Regions from separate parts of the Danio rerio genome. Here region 2 is linked to region 1. The links are chromatin contacts, called in public HiCAR-type maps. All regions are on one chromosome and are shown on one strand. Each heading gives the region's core, a stretch centred on a gene start, on an enhancer-like site or on the middle of the called end of the contact. The rest is flanking DNA. Distances are from core to core; before and after follow the strand shown. Region 1 has its middle 19 kb from the start of brd3b. Region 2 has its middle 19 kb from the start of rxrab.

What was found. HiCAR-type assays count read pairs that join an accessible place to other places.
Region 2: a contact with region 1 is called in a HiCAR-type map of caudal fin, with 4 times the contacts expected there. The contact joins two enhancer-like sites. A contact is called at or near these places in 1 of 18 Hi-C or Micro-C datasets (caudal fin) and 1 of 4 datasets of contacts at active chromatin or transcription factors (caudal fin).

The regions. Positions count from the first base shown.
Region 1 is chr5:70,398,729-70,403,633 of GRCz12tu, reverse strand. It overlaps a transcript of rxrab not described here. Among named protein-coding and RNA genes, the nearest start is that of brd3b, 19 kb to the right of the region's middle. Within about 2 kb of position 1,878, at least 3 of the 62 cell types and tissues checked have an H3K27ac peak or open chromatin away from gene starts, as enhancers often do. A contact at or near this core is called in caudal fin, where this site is marked.
Region 2 is chr5:70,455,854-70,460,758 of GRCz12tu, reverse strand. It overlaps a transcript of rxrab not described here. Among named protein-coding and RNA genes, the nearest start is that of rxrab, 19 kb to the right of the region's middle. Within about 2 kb of position 1,963, at least 2 of the 62 cell types and tissues checked have an H3K27ac peak or open chromatin away from gene starts, as enhancers often do. A contact at or near this core is called in caudal fin, where this site is marked.

The sequences.
Region 1 (4,905 bases), core at 629-3,128:
TCCAGCCACAACCCATCTCTGGGAAACATCCACACACACATTCACACACACACTCATACACTACGGACAGTTTAGCCTACCCAATTCACCTGTACCGCATGTCTTTGGACTGAGAGGGAAACCGGAGCACCCAGAGGAAACCCACGCGAACGCAGGGAGAACATGCAAACTCCACACAGAAACGCCAACTAAGCCGAGGCTCGATTCAGCAACCCAGCGACCTTCTTGCTGTGAGGTGACAGCACTACCTACTGCGCCACTGCTTTGCCCTAAAAATCGATTTTGTTATTCGCTAATAATTACACGCGTGAACATTTAAAGTTTACTTGCCAAATTTAGCGTGTCAAGTTCACTTCATTTGCACATGAAATTCACTTCACATATATACCGAGTTACAGTGTTCACCATATTCTCCGCCGACGAGCGGGCGCTGCCATTTGAATCTTTTTGTCTCGCCACTTCCGGTCACATTCACTTCCATTCATTTTTTGACGTTAAAAACTGCTCGTTACGCTGCTTGATGTTGCAATTTGATATTTTCTTCTTATATTATTCTACTTGGTCTGTGTAGTCATGCAAACATTTGTTTGTGGAGCAAGTAGTTTGACCATTTTCTGCCGTTTATTATTCCTAGTCATTTCTCCAATAGGCGACTGAATCGGAAGTTCTAAGACAATCGCGAAAACAGGCGCACTTCCGCATTTTAGAATAAGGTCAATATATATATATATTTATATATATATATATATATATATATATATATATATATATATATATATATATATATATATATATATATATATATATATATATATATACATACACACACACACACACACACACACACACACACACACATACATATATATATATTATTCAGGTAGGCCACTATTTATTTTCGCTGCTCACTGCGCACGTGATTAAACATAAGGAAGCTGATTGGCTGAAAATATTGCGCTTGATAACTACCGTCGTCCGCACACAATCCACACAGCCTTCGCTAGCGTTCATTCACATTCTCTCTCTTTCTCACACACACACAAACATGTAGGTATTTACTACGCACGAGTTAATTCTGGATCCATTAAAATAAATACCGGAACACAGAACACTAATTTTTGACATTTTCCAGAACAGCATCCGGCAAGACCCAGCTCAAATTTAGCACTGCTCATGCCACCTTAGTGCGAATCCTTATGCAAAATGGAGTGAACAGTCCTGCACAACAATAATAGGGTGATTAATGTGTCTCTACGGCACTTAAACAATGCAGCTAAAATAGAAATACTTAACTCAATTTTTGTTTACTTTTAGGATGCCTTCTGTTTACATGTTAGAACCTTAATCAGAGGATTGCCTTAATCATATTTATCTCAGAACACTGTAGTCCATGTAAACGTACCGCGTGTTAGCAGGACCACAGTCACATTCGTTTCTTTTCCCCAAGGCACTTAGAAACTGTTTCTTTCAGGCGTCCGGGTTGCAGAGAGTCCATCTTCATGAGGAAGAAACTACACACAGTTTGGCTTTAAGTTCCTTTCTATTTGGAAGATATATCGGCCTATGAATAACACAGTGGTCTAAAAAGAATGAAAAGCAGGTGTACTCCTGGCTGAACTCACGCTGGATGAAAAAACACAAAGATTCATTGTTAGATTTGTGTGAAAAAAAGACGCTTTTTCATGATGTTTTGCCTCTATAATTCAGCGTAAACATGTATTAAGCATTTCCAAAGATTTTCAATAATGTTTATATGTCATCTGATAATTCCCAGCAAGCAGGGTGTTTGTGATTTGAAAATATGCAAGGAGTTAAAGGAATCCAGATGATCGTCTGGCCTCAGGGAATCGCCAGGATTTTGGAAGTGCCACTTCTGCCCCCTATTGGAAGAGTTGCGACATTACAGCTTACAGTTTAAGGTTGGGCTTTCATGAAATGCTTGGTACACATTGCAAAACATCCATTTCTAAGCCTCAGGTTGACACAAATGCAAAAACCCTCATTTTCTTTCTTTTTTTTTGGTTCTGTTGTCTGTCTGTCATAAGGAAGAAACTGTAAATGTTGATAATTATCCACCTTTTTCCTGCACCCCATGATGCTTGAGTGAATTATGGGAGTAACTTCCATTAAATTATAAACATTGGGTGAAAATTTAAAAATGGATTAAATTAGGTATATTAAAACCGAAAATATATGAATATTAAAAATAAAAATTCTTAGAATTAAAAAATTACTTTCTGCAGAGCATAAATAACCTCCAAAACTCTTAACAAATCTTTCTGCAGCAATCTTACAGACATATGTTAAATATTACTGTACTATGGAGAAAACAAAGACAAAATAAAGCAGAGGAGCAACACAGGAATCTCAAATGAGCTTATACACCCACCGGCCACTTTATTAGGTACACGTTACTAGTACCGAGTTGGGCCCCCTTTTGCCTTCAAAACTGCCTTAATCCTTCATTACAGATTCAACAAGGTACTGGAAATGTTCCTCAGAGATTTTAATTTTTCAGAGGCTATATAGCATCATACAGTTGTTGGTCTGATTTGTCTGACAGATTTGTCACTGCACATCCATGATGCGAATCTCTCAATCAACCACGTCTCAAAGGTGCTCTATTGGATTGAGATCTGGTGACTGTGGAGGCCATTTTAATACAGTGAACTCATTATCATGTTCAAAAAACCTGTCTGAGACGATTCTCGCTTTATGACATGGTGCGTTATCCTGCTAGGAGTAGCCATCAGAAGATGAGTACACTGTGTTCATAAAGGAATGGACATGGTCAGCAGCAATACTCAGGTAGACTGTGGCGTTGACACAATGCTCATATGGTACTAATGAGCCCAAAGTGTGCCAAGAAAATATCCCCCACACCATTACACCACCACCACCCGCCTGAACCGCTGATACAAGGCAGGATGGATCAATGGTTTCATGATGTTGATGCCAAATTCTGACCCTACCATCCAAATGTTGCAGCAGAAATCGAGACTCATCAGACCAGGCAAGTTTCTCCAGTCTTCTATTGTTCAATTTTGGTGAGCCTGTGCGGATTGTACCATAGGTTTCCTGTTCTTAGCTGGCTGGAGTGGCACCCGGTCTTCTGCTGCTGTAGCCCATATGCCTCAAGGTTGGCGTGTTGTGCGTTCAGAGATGCTCTTCTGCATACCTCGGTTGTTGCCTTTCTATCAGCTCACAGGATAATATCATCTCTTTTGGACCATGCTCTGTAAACCGTAGAGATGGTTGTGCATGGAAATCCAAGTAGATCAGCAGTTTCTGAAATACTCGTTCAAAGATGTGAACGTTCACCTAAATCCCCTTTCTTCCCCATTCTGATGCTCAGTTTAAACTCTAGCTAATGTCTACGTGCCTAAAGCTGCTACCATGTGATTGGCTGATTAGAAACTTGCAATAAAAACAGTTGAATGGGTATACCAAATAAAGTGGCCGGTGAGTGTACATAAATATGCCTGTGACAATATTACAATATAAAATAAGTAAAATTAATTACAGTATATGACAATAAACACATATGTTACACTGACACAAGCAAGCACACCCTTATTATCCTCCATCATGGCACAAAGCCAAATACACAGTATGCCTCACTGACTTTACAGTGACTTTAGTTCTTTTTGAATGGAAGTTCCCCAAACCGGAAGTGCAATCCATCATTTGAAATGCAGTATTTATGAAATCATGGGGAAAAGGTGGATAGATTTCCTACCATTTGTGTTGACACATCAAACCTCAATTGCAGATTGAGCCAATCTGAAGCAGTGTTTTCACGATGATGATGATGATAATGATGATGACGATGATGATGATGATGATGGTGAATTCTGAATTATTATTGCAATTGGGGGAGGTGTGTGCATTGTAGAGCTTCATCATTCATGGAAAGTGCAGAAGATCTATTGATTTAAATGACACATTCTGCTAAAGGTTTGCTAAGAGTCTGACAGCAAAAGAGTCTAAAAGAGTTTCTGATTGTGAAAGAGAAACTGGAATTGGCCATGTTTTAATCTGACTGTACAGCTTTCCTTATGAATATACATTTAAGACATTTTGAAATACCTTTTCAAGTAAAAAACAATCTAAGATATAACTGAAGACATCACAGTATGCCAACATGTTCTTTCACTGTAAATGCCTTGAAAGGTATTATTTTTAAAAAATAATCTTCAAAAAAATACCCATTAGAAGAAACAAATACAATTTTTGATTGCACTTTTTGAAAGAAAAAAAAAAGGTATCCACCACAAATAACTAAAGATGGTCAAAAATCAAGAAGCATTTGCTTGAGAAGCAAAATGACATACATTACCGGTCAGAGTTTTGGAAGATTTGTATTAATGTAAGCAAATAAGTCTACTTTTCTTCTTTTAGTTGATGAATTGTGTACTTTTTCTAAGTTCTGGGTACATTTAAATCACAGTTGAATATGAATACATTTTTTAAAAAGTACTTTATTCCTGTGATTCAGTGCTGAGTTTTCAGCATCATTAATCTATTCTTTGGTGTTGCATGATCAAGCAGAAATGAAGAATTCAGATGCAAAAATCTCTAAATGCCATCTGGAATGTTTAGCTAAAAGGAGCATTTTTGCAAGCTACTGTGTGTATGTTAAGTAAATTAACTTTTATGGCAAAACATACAGTTGAAGTCAGAATTATTAGCCCCCTTTTGATTTTTTCTTTCTTTTTCTTAATATTTCCCAAATGACGTTTAACAGAGCAAGGAAATTTTCACAGTATGTCTGATAATATTTTTTTTTTCTGGAGAATGTCTGATTTGTTTTATTTCGGCTAAAACATAAGCGGTTTGTAATTTTTTAAACACTATTTTAAGGTCAAAATTATTAGCCCCTTTAAGCAATTTTTTTCTCGATAG
Region 2 (4,905 bases), core at 714-3,213, 57 kb before region 1:
AAAGTAAAATAAATCAGTTATTAGAAATGAGTTATTAAAACTATTATGTTTAGAAATGTGCTGAAAAAAAAATCTCCCGTTAAACATAAATTGAGGGAAAAAATAAACAGAGAAGCTAATAATAATGACTTCAACTATATATAAATATATATATATATATATATATATATATATATATATATATTTTTTTTTTTTTTTTTTTTTTTTTTTTACATTAGTTACCTGTAACTATTTACTTCCATGAAAGGATAAACAAATACAATGTCAATGTAAGTCAATGGTTACAGGTTTCCAGCTTTCTTCAAAAGAACTTATTTTTTTGTTCAACAGAAAGAAAAAGAAAAAACACAAACCGGTTTGAAACAAGTAAAGGTTGTGTAAATGATGACAGTTTTCACTTTTTGGATGAACTATCCATCTAAAAAGGAAAAATATTTAAACAAGTTTGTTCATTTTAAAGGGGAGATGCTAATAGTCTAATCCTTTTGATTTATGTTTATATTAAGCTAATAATAGTTTTAATAGTTGTAAATAATAGTTGTGGTAAAACCCAACTGTTTACTCTAAAATAAAATTTAAAAAGTATTTATTTTAAGACTATTTTAAATAAATAGGGGGCTAATATTTCAGGGGGGCTAATAATTGTGATCTCAACTGTATATTATGTACATTTCTATTATGTAAAAGTAAGATTTTTAAACATTTTGTTTTTTGTTAAATACAACGGCAAACATTTTAATGACAATGTGCATTTTTATGGAACACACAAGAACACAAATCCGTGTACAGACACAGCTATGGCCTTTGCTTCATTGCCTGCCCCGTTATATACCTGATTTATTTTGGAAGTTGGACTGGAAAAATTTTTAACAAAAAATTTAAATCAGGGAAACAAAAGCAAAGCACACTTCAAAAACTCAATTAAACTACAGTATGTAGCTCATATAATCATTTTAATACTTTTAAAAAAAAGTCAATCGAGATGGAGCAACAATCTAGTTAACTGTTATTTAGATTAACTCAATAGGGCCTGTGCATGTAGCACATCAGACAGCTTTTTAACTTCTTTACTGGCTTAGTACTTCAAATTTAACAGGCTCCTTTAAACATCAATCAGCCATTATGTTTGATATACACTTAAAGTCAAAATTATTAGCCCCCCTAAATTTTACAACTTTTTCGAGATTGACCACCAGCACGGATTTATGAAAACAAATATAAATAAAATTATTGAAATATGGATCTGATGAAATAAAGATCACAATATAATGCTGTTTCAGTCGTTCTGGTTCAAATATGCCACGTTTTATTTAATGTGCCGCATTTTTTATTTTTATTTTTTTGGTGCAATTTGACAGTGAAAACTGTTTCTAAATGAATCCTAGACCGTTTTCTTAGTGTAGTCCAGTTTTATAATTATACTTACGCTGCTGTTTTCAGGGGAAGGATTGGAGCTGCAAATCTTGCTGTCAGCGTGTGGTCATCTTAGAGAGAAAACCTCAACTTTCTCTTCCTCAGAATTGCGCAGATTCTCATTCACTGTTAGTTTTGTTGAGAATGAATGTGCTTAAATACAATGAAAATGTAGAAATATCAAATATGTTTAAATATATAAATGCATAAATGTAGTGAAAAAAATACAGGGCGCAATTCCTTCATGTTGTCACAAATTTAAGTGGATTTTTTCAAATTTAGGTAGATTGAACTTAAAATGATTAAGTCGTCCCCCAAAAAAACTCATTTTATATAAGTAGTTGCAAAAATAACTTTTTGATTCTGTGTGTTTGTGTTTCTGCGTCTATGTGGGAAAGAGAAAAGAGGTGGAAATTGACACTTAGGGCCGCATGATGATCTTCCTACACACCTTGTTTATGATCTGAAATGTGCTCTGGGAATATGTGGATAGGTGTGTGTTGATGTTTATAGTGTAAGTGTGTGTGTGTGAATGTACAGTATATGTCTGTACTTGTGCCCACGGGTTGTGTAATGCTTTGGGCTGTTAAATCTTGGCAGAACAGCAGGTGTGTGTGTGTGTGTGTCTTCAGAAGCATATTTCACTGGTCGTCATTTGTAACAGACTCATACTTTGTCATGTAGATAAGGTGAGAAACCAGATCAAAACTCATTTCTGCAGTCCAGCCAGGTCTTTCATCCAGATCTGTGAGAGAAAACATGAGCTTTCCGCTTGGTTAAGATGTGTGTGTTTTTTTTTTGTTCGCTGTTCATTCAGCAATTTTAGTCTTCACAGTGAGAAATGTTGGTGACAGTCTGCAGGGCTGGTTGTGGTTTGGCCAAAAGAATCATGGCGTAAATCCAACTCAAATCTTCAACTTGCTGCAGTTTTTCAGATCCTTCAGTGTTTTGGATTCACATTGAAATGCACAGTGAAATGATTGGGATAATTTGCTTGACTTTTGTCTTTAAGACATTGAGATATTTTGAGAAATGTTTTAGTGTTTTTTTTTTTTTTTGGGTTTCACATAATTTTCGATGGCTTTTCGATGATTTCACCAAGTAGGACTTGTTCCTGGAGTAACATCTATGTTGATCCTGGAACAACAGTCCAAACAGCCAATCAGATCTAAGGGATACGTTTACCGTTTGTGTTAAGTTTAGGCTTACGGTTAGATTTATGCATATACTTCATTAATTGATCTTATATTATCGCAAAGGTCTGACAGTAGACATAAGAATTATTAGCCCCCCATTGAATTTCTTTTTTCTTTTTTAAATATTTCCCAAAATATGTTTAACAGAGCAAGGGAATTGTTACAGTATGTCTGCTAATATTTTTTCTTCTGCAGAAAGTATTTTTTGTTTTATTTTGGCTAGAATTAAAGCTGTTTTTAATTTTTTAAAAGCCATTTTAAGGTCAAAATTATTGGCCCCTTTAAGCTATATATTTTTTTCGATAGTCTACAGAACAAACCATCGCTATAGAATAACTTGCCTTATTACCCTAACCTGCCCTTAACCTAATTAACCTGTTTAGGTCTTTAAATGTCACTTTAAGCTGTATAGAAGTGTCTTGAAAAATATCGTCAAATATTATTTACAGTCATCATGGCAAAGATAAAATAAATCAGTTATTAGAAATGAGTTATTAAAACTATTATGTTTAGAAATGTGTTGAAAAGTTCTTCCCTCCGTTAAACTAAAATTGGGAGAAAAAAATAAATAGGGGGGCTAATAATTCAGGTTGCAAATAATTGTGATTGCAACTGTATATTATGTGCATTACTATTATGTAAAAGTAAGATTTTTGAACATTTTGTTTTTGTGATATAAATACAACGGCAAACATTTTGATGACAATGTGCATTTTTATGGAACACATAAGAACCCAAATCCGTGCACAGACACAGCTATGGCATTTGCTCCATTGCCTGCCCCGTTATATACCTGATTTATTTTGTAAATTGGACCGCGAATATGAAATGAAACTAACGTTATTCTTCAGGCATAGAAAAACTGAGGGGAAAAGGATATCATAAATCCTTATGATACAATGAAATCATAATTTAATAGCACATTTATCAAAAGTAGGCAATTACAGATTAATAAACATAGTCCACTTATATAAAATATTTAGTTTTTTCCTGCTTTTACAGACGTTTATTTATTTATTTTTTTATTTTTTAAAGGCATTTTACTGAAATGCAATAGTACTGAAGTGTCTTTCACTGATATATTTTGCACACCGGTAATACTTTTCCTGAGACATGTTTATAAAAGTTATGTCTTAATTTAATTAATCATAATAATGTAAGCTCTGGGCCCTGCATCCTAAATGTAAGGAACAGGGAAGGTGACTGAAGGGAATAATATTGTGTTTGGGTTTTAACATTAACCCAGTATTTGTTACTTTCTTTTTTCTTATATGTTATTTATATAATTTTTTTCATATTTACTTTATAGTATTTGCTTATTGATTTTATGATTTATGGATGTTCAATGTCGTTTCATTGGGTTTTTGATTTTGGAATTTATAAAAAAAAACTCCACTTTTTGCTATAGAATCTTCAATCTGTTTATTAAATTAATAGCATATGTTTTAAACACACCAGAAGGATGCAAAGCAGGAATTAATGGTAAATAAAAGCATGTAAGTAAAGTTTAATTCTTCATTTTTAAAGCTGCTGATTGACAAAAACAGTGCTGTTTTAAAGTATCCAAATCATTCTGTGAGTTATTTAGTAGAAGAAATCATACTTTTCTTTTCTGTTTTATTGATTGCGTTCATTAAGCATTTCCCTGAGATGGGTTGCGGCTGGAAGGGCATCCGCTGAGTAAAAACTTGCTGGATAAGTTGGTAGTTCATTCCGCTGTGGCAACCCCAGATTAATAAAGAGACTAAGCTGACAAGAAAGATTCAATGAATGAATGTTTATTAAGCAATATAATCGTTGTGGGCCAGTTTACAATGGCAATACTCCACTATTTTAGAGCAAGGTAGGGCCCCAAAATTATTCTCCTTAGGGTCCCCAAATGTACATGGCCGACCCTGGTCCAAACACTGCAGGAGGGCTGAAAACTTTTTTTGGCTTTAACTGTAGTGAAAAGTTATATTGGCTCCAAAACCGCAACCATTAAACACTGTATCCTGATCAGCAGTGACATTTTTTGTTTGCTACTTCTCTAGACTTGTTTGAACATGTGATTTAAAAGAAACGAGTCAGTTTTAAACTAATAACATGACATGTGTTCTTGCTTCTCGTTAGACGTAAATAAAAGTCTTGATACAAATGATCTATTTCCAGAGAAACCCGCCGAGTGACTAATGGCCTTCAGAACGTTTCACAATAGAAAGGTTTGAGAAAACAAACCGCTGATGTTTCAATTTAATATTTGCTGTGACACTTGAACATTGACCTTTTTCCTGAGATGTGTTGCTGCATGTATAGG